Regions from separate parts of the Anas platyrhynchos genome. Here region 2 is linked to region 1. Evidence: chromatin contacts called from public Hi-C data. All regions are on one chromosome and are shown on one strand. The core of a region is the stretch at or near the end of the contact, and the rest is flanking DNA. Distances in the headings are between cores, read along the strand shown.

What was found. Hi-C and Micro-C count contacts between places; a contact is called where the count stands out from the background.
Region 2: a Hi-C map of liver shows a contact between it and region 1, with 1.9 times the contacts expected there. The contact joins two enhancer-like sites. A contact is called at or near these places in 2 of 8 Hi-C or Micro-C datasets (liver and subcutaneous adipose tissue).

Annotation. Positions count from the first base shown.
Region 1 is chr10:16,806,015-16,808,714 of IASCAAS_PekinDuck_T2T, reverse strand. No RefSeq gene overlaps it. Among named protein-coding and RNA genes, the nearest start is that of HPRT1, 5.3 kb to the left of the region's middle. Within about 2 kb of position 1,379, at least 2 of the 8 cell types and tissues checked have an H3K27ac peak or open chromatin away from gene starts, as enhancers often do.
Region 2 is chr10:16,867,769-16,870,468 of IASCAAS_PekinDuck_T2T, reverse strand. No RefSeq gene overlaps it. Among named protein-coding and RNA genes, the nearest start is that of HPRT1, 56 kb to the right of the region's middle. Within about 2 kb of position 1,283, at least 2 of the 8 cell types and tissues checked have an H3K27ac peak or open chromatin away from gene starts, as enhancers often do.

The sequences.
Region 1 (2,700 bases), core at 130-2,629:
AATTGCTAACAGAGCACCTGTACCTCTAACTGCAGAAATCTAAGAGGCCATGAAGTACTGAACAGAGATGGCAGTTTTGCCAAAACTCTGCTCTTAATTTTATCTATTAACTGAAAGCCTTTCCTCAAAATGTACGTCTGTAATATCTGATGGGCTAACACAAGTCTTAGACAGTGATACCATCAAGTTTTTAAATCCACCAAGGTTTATCTAAATCTCAGGTTGTTTGGTTTACTTGGAGTCTGGAAAAGTTTACCAGAATTCAGTTCCTTTTTGATGTAAATATTGCTTGACAGTTTCAGAAAGGCTTTCCAAAGGGAAGTGAGACACACTGCAGCTCCTGTCTCTTTGAACCCCTTCCAGGCACATCTTAAATTACAAACTTACAGACCAACTAGTGTGGTCATTCTACTGATGAGTTTAAAAAGAATGTGAAGTACAATGATGCTGATCTTCTGTTTCATTGCCACACAAATCAGATAATTGGATACAGAAGACTCAAATATAAGCTGAATATTAGACCAAAAAAAAGGTAATTTTGCACAGGTGTTTTTCTCCGTGTTTTCAGTGATTTATGTGACATAGCTGAAAATCATCGGAGGGATTTAACTACTATTTTGGAAAATATTCTTGATGCAAATGAGAAATCACGATAAAGGAAAATGTGAAGCTTGTATCTAAATGATCAACAGCCTTTGAAAGAAATAACAACGAAGCTCGGTATTCAAACTGAAACCTCCATTTTCATAGTCAAAACATATGGCAGGACATGATGCGATTTATTTTAGGGCAAAATGTTGTCACAAATCACTGGAAAATATGGCAAAACCCAAGAAACTTGTAAGCATCAAGACCTGAATGAATCACTTCTATTATTCAGCCCAACTGTCCAGGGAGTCTTGTGTAAAAAAAGTTTACTCTTTTCAAGCTAGTCTAAATTAAGGAACTGACTTTCTCATTTCATACTCACATGTCAGGATTTAAGGATGTTTAGTTAGCAGCAATTTGGAGAGTTTAAAAACTTCTTGTAACCTAGCTACTGCAGTTCCTACTCCACAGGAAAGCCACAGGAAAACTTTTTGGACATATCATCCGAGTATTTCAACTTTAGATTAAAGGCCTCCTCCCTGCTTTGAACTTGGCAGACTTCAGGGATTGCCAATGGTGTAACTCAGACATTTGAAGTTAAATTGAGCAAGCTACCTGCACTCTGGAAGAAACTAAAATTGATACACTGTAGGGATTATCAAGACTATAAGCACTGCTGGCTGCATTTAACTTTAGTGACTTTTTGTTTTGTTTTGGAGGTATCTAGGCTCAAAACTATAAGGCAGCTGCATGGCTGCATGCCAGAAGGAAGCTCTCACAGCAAAGCTGTTTGCAATGCATTGACCTATTTTTAGTATATGCTTCGGGAGTGAGTTTCCTCCCTCTGCCCCAAGCCTCTGTAACACCCTCCACTGGCAGGCAGGAACTTGGCTGGAGTCTGTGCAGGAGCACGTATTTTCTTTGGGTACTGGGGTGAAAAAAGGGTATTGCATGTGTGCCAAGTGAGGTGCCAAGTAAAGTATCCAGGGAATAAAAGGCAGGGCAGTGCCAGCCCTGGTTGGTTTCTTCTTGTCCAGACTGTCATTTTAGAACAAATGCAAGCAAGCAGAGAACTCTGTCTAAACAAAATAGAAGATCATCTCTAGCAAAAGTTCAAGTGAAGGTTTAAGATTGCTGCCCTAATTCTGTAAAGACTGGGTAACAGTTCAGTCACCCCAAACTCTGTATCATCACAGAGCACATGTGCACACAGTGAAGAAAAATCAGTAAGTTGTGTGCAACAATCCCACACATTTGTATGAAGTACACTTCGTGCACTAAAAACATGTGTTGAAGTTTTTGGTCATATTCAATCAGGAATTTGGGAGTAATGAAGTACTCCTGAAAATCTGAAACAGAAGAGTGGATAATGCCATTTGCTGGGTGGTGACGGAAAGTTCATAACCATGCAGACCTGTGCCACTCCGCAAGAGCATGTTATTACTACCACAAGTGCTATTTTAAGTGAAAAGATGAAAAAGGAAATGCATGGCTCTGAGCCTTAAGGTCAAGCACAGGACCTCTGCCAGTACAGAGTTTTACTTCCAAAAAGTGGTTCTGACTCCTTGCAGAAGGCCTTAGAGTGGAGGAGAGAAAAAAAAAAAAAAAGAGCTGGTAGGGATTTCCATTAGCCTTATCCCCAGCACCTCCAACCTACAATTGCACCAGCCCCAAAAGATGCCTACAAATATTCCCTTTAAAATCGAATTCCATAGATTCCACGATCTCTCCAGGAAGTGCATGCTACAGCTTAATTCTTCCTACTGCCAAGGACAATTACCCACTCTGATGCCTAAGCTAAAGGCTTCCTGCAACAACTTAAACCTATTTTTCTTGTCCTACCTGCAATGGTGAGAACTGTTTCTTTCTTTCTTCTCTGTGGCTCTCTTATAGATTTGAAAAACACTTTTCTCTCATCACCTTAAAACAAGGCTCATTTTTTATCCTGTCATCCCTCTCATTGCTTTTCTCTGGATTATTTCCACTTTCTTCACATTTTCCATGGAGTGCAGTGCCTACAACAGCTGGATACCACGTTCCCAGAAAGGTGTTCTGCTATTACCTAAGGAAGAAGGACCAAGACATGCATCTTACAGACTACATTCCTGTTCA
Region 2 (2,700 bases), core at 34-2,533, 62 kb before region 1:
AACCTATCCAGATCCCTCTGCAAGGCCTTTCCACCCTCATTCGAGTCCACAACTCCTCCAAGTTTGGTGTCATCAGCAAACTTGCTCAAAATGCCTTCTATTCCTACATCCAGATCGTTTATAAAAATATTGAAAAGTACCGGCCCTAAAATGGAGCCTTGAGGGACCCCACTGGTGACCGCCCGCCAGCCTGACGCAGCCCCATTCACCATAACCCTTTGGGCCCTGCCCGTTAGCCAATTGCTCACCCATCGTATGATGTTTTTATTTAGCTGTATGCTGGACATTTTGTCCAGTAGGATCCTATGGGAAACCGTGTCAAAAGCCTTGCTGAAGTCCAAAAAAATCACATCAGCTGGTTTCCCTTGGTCCACCATACGGGTGATCTTATCATAAAAGGAAATCAGGTTAGTTAGGCAGGACCTACCCTTCACAAACCCATGCTGGCTGGGACCAATGACTGCTTTGTCCCCCAGGTGCGCCTCAATACGTTCGAGAACCATCTTCTCCATGATTTTACCAGGCACTGACGTGAGACTGACAGGCCTGTAATTGCTAGGGTCTTCTTTCTGACCCTTCTTGAAAATCGGCACAACATTTGCCAGCTTCCAGTCTACCGGGACCTCTCCAGACTCCCAGGATCGTTGAAAAATAATTGAGAGAGGTTCCGCGATGACGTCCGCCAGCTCCTTCAGCACCCGGGGATGAATCCCATCCGGACCCATGGACTTGTAGGGATCCAGGTGGAGTAGCAGATCCCGCACACGTTCAGGGTCGGTCGAAATTGGAGAAATTTCCAATTGGAAAATTGGAAAAGCAGTGTTTAAAATGGACCTATTTTTTCCCTGTAGAGTGATACTCGTTAAAGATCTTTGTTAAATTATTTACCAGTGGTCTTGCAAGATCAACAGATCTTTCCATTTAACCACTTCCATGACTTCCATCATGCTTTTTATCCCTTTCCCCTAAATAAAAAGGAAAGCCATCACAAAATTGTGACTAGTACCACAGTGTGATGGGATGCAATGCAAAACATAGCTCTTCCCTTTCCCCTACCCAAACAATATTTCTGCAAACTCTCTAGAAATGTGCTTCCAATATTTTCTGTTTATTCGGTGCCTTATGCACAGCTGAAATGTCACACGGGTCTTTGGCTGCACTGTTTGGCTGCCCGCAAGTGCCGGTTCATATCTTCTGAGGTCTTCAGGCTTTAGGGAAGGTTTTGCTGGTCCTCCTGCACTGTGTGGAGCCTTCGTGTCTGGATCTGGCCCCATCTCCCCAGCTGAGACCGCTAGAGGGCTTGCTAGGATGGATTCCCTATTTCTATAGATACACGAAATGCACACGCTGTGAAGTGTACAGCAGCATGGGCATGTGCTGATCTCATGTAAACAGCCCTGGGTTTATAGCTTTCAGAGACAAGAGCTTGGAGATTTGCTGTGAGGAATCAATTCCTAGCAGAAATGTTTAACATATTTGGGTTTTAGCCAAGAGTCTGAGAAAAGAGGGTTTGTGTCTCCCTTTCCCTCTGCTGTGATCTCCCTACGTGCAACACTAAAAGCTACTCAGGAAAGAATGACAAGAAGAAACAGCCCTGCCAGCCTTGTCCCCAAGGCATCAAATGTCGAGATGCTCAGTCTGCCCAAGAAGCACCAGGATAAAGGAATTTGTTATGTTTCTGATCTGTGCATTGCCACTTTTCTGCATTAACTGGGGCTGAACCTCCTCCCTGGCAGTCCCTTTTTGCTCAACCTGTGGCACAAAGGAGACAGCAGCAGCCCCTGGAGTCCCCTCAATAAAAGCTCCTCCACCACAGTTGTTTGAGACTATGTGCTGTGAAAGTTTTGCCACTACCCATAGCAGGGTGAGGAGAGAGTTATGAAAAGTACAGGAATGCAAAATCCTGTCCTATTCTCAGTGAAGATAGAAATAAAGCATGTGTGCATGTTTCCAGGATAGAACCTAGTACATATGAACCACGTATTGGCATTTGTTGGATGTACAGTTTTTAAAACACATCAGCTAGCAGAACAGATACTGCATCAATTATTTTGAAGTGGTTGTGTACTCTCTGCAATGTAGCTGACCTGAAGAACAGAGTATTGTGACCAAACATCACTTTAAAAGCAAGTGTGATCCTTTGATTTTTTTATTATTTTTTATTTTTATTTTTTGTAAAAGACAGTATTTGTCAAGCCCGTGTTTACACGAGTAACTTCAAATCTTGGAGGATTACTCACCATGGCAATTTTTGAGGCTCTTAAGTCACCCACCCAGATTTTATCCATAGGCTGCCAGTGCAGGGGGGTGCTCGGGGTTGTCTGAGTGTGATCTCCCACCAGGAGCCAGCGAGGGTTTCAGAGCCCTGCAAGTCCTCATGCAAAGCTCTGCCTCCACTGCTGGTGGCCAGGCAGACGGGGCCATTGGGAAGGGCTTGAAAGGGCACATTTAAAAGACACAGTAACTAACAGGAAAAATTCAGAGTCATGGGAAGAGATTGAAAAAGAGATTTCACATGAAAGATAATTTTCTCATTTTTTTTACCTTCACTCATTATTTTTAGATGTACAATGTTTTTGCCAGACACACAAAATGGACACCTGGGATCCTCACGTCTTACACTGCAGAGGCCTTGGGCTGCAGTTCCAGTCTTTGGCTGTATAACCCACTGTGTTTGTGTGTTTGGAAATCTGCTGGCAA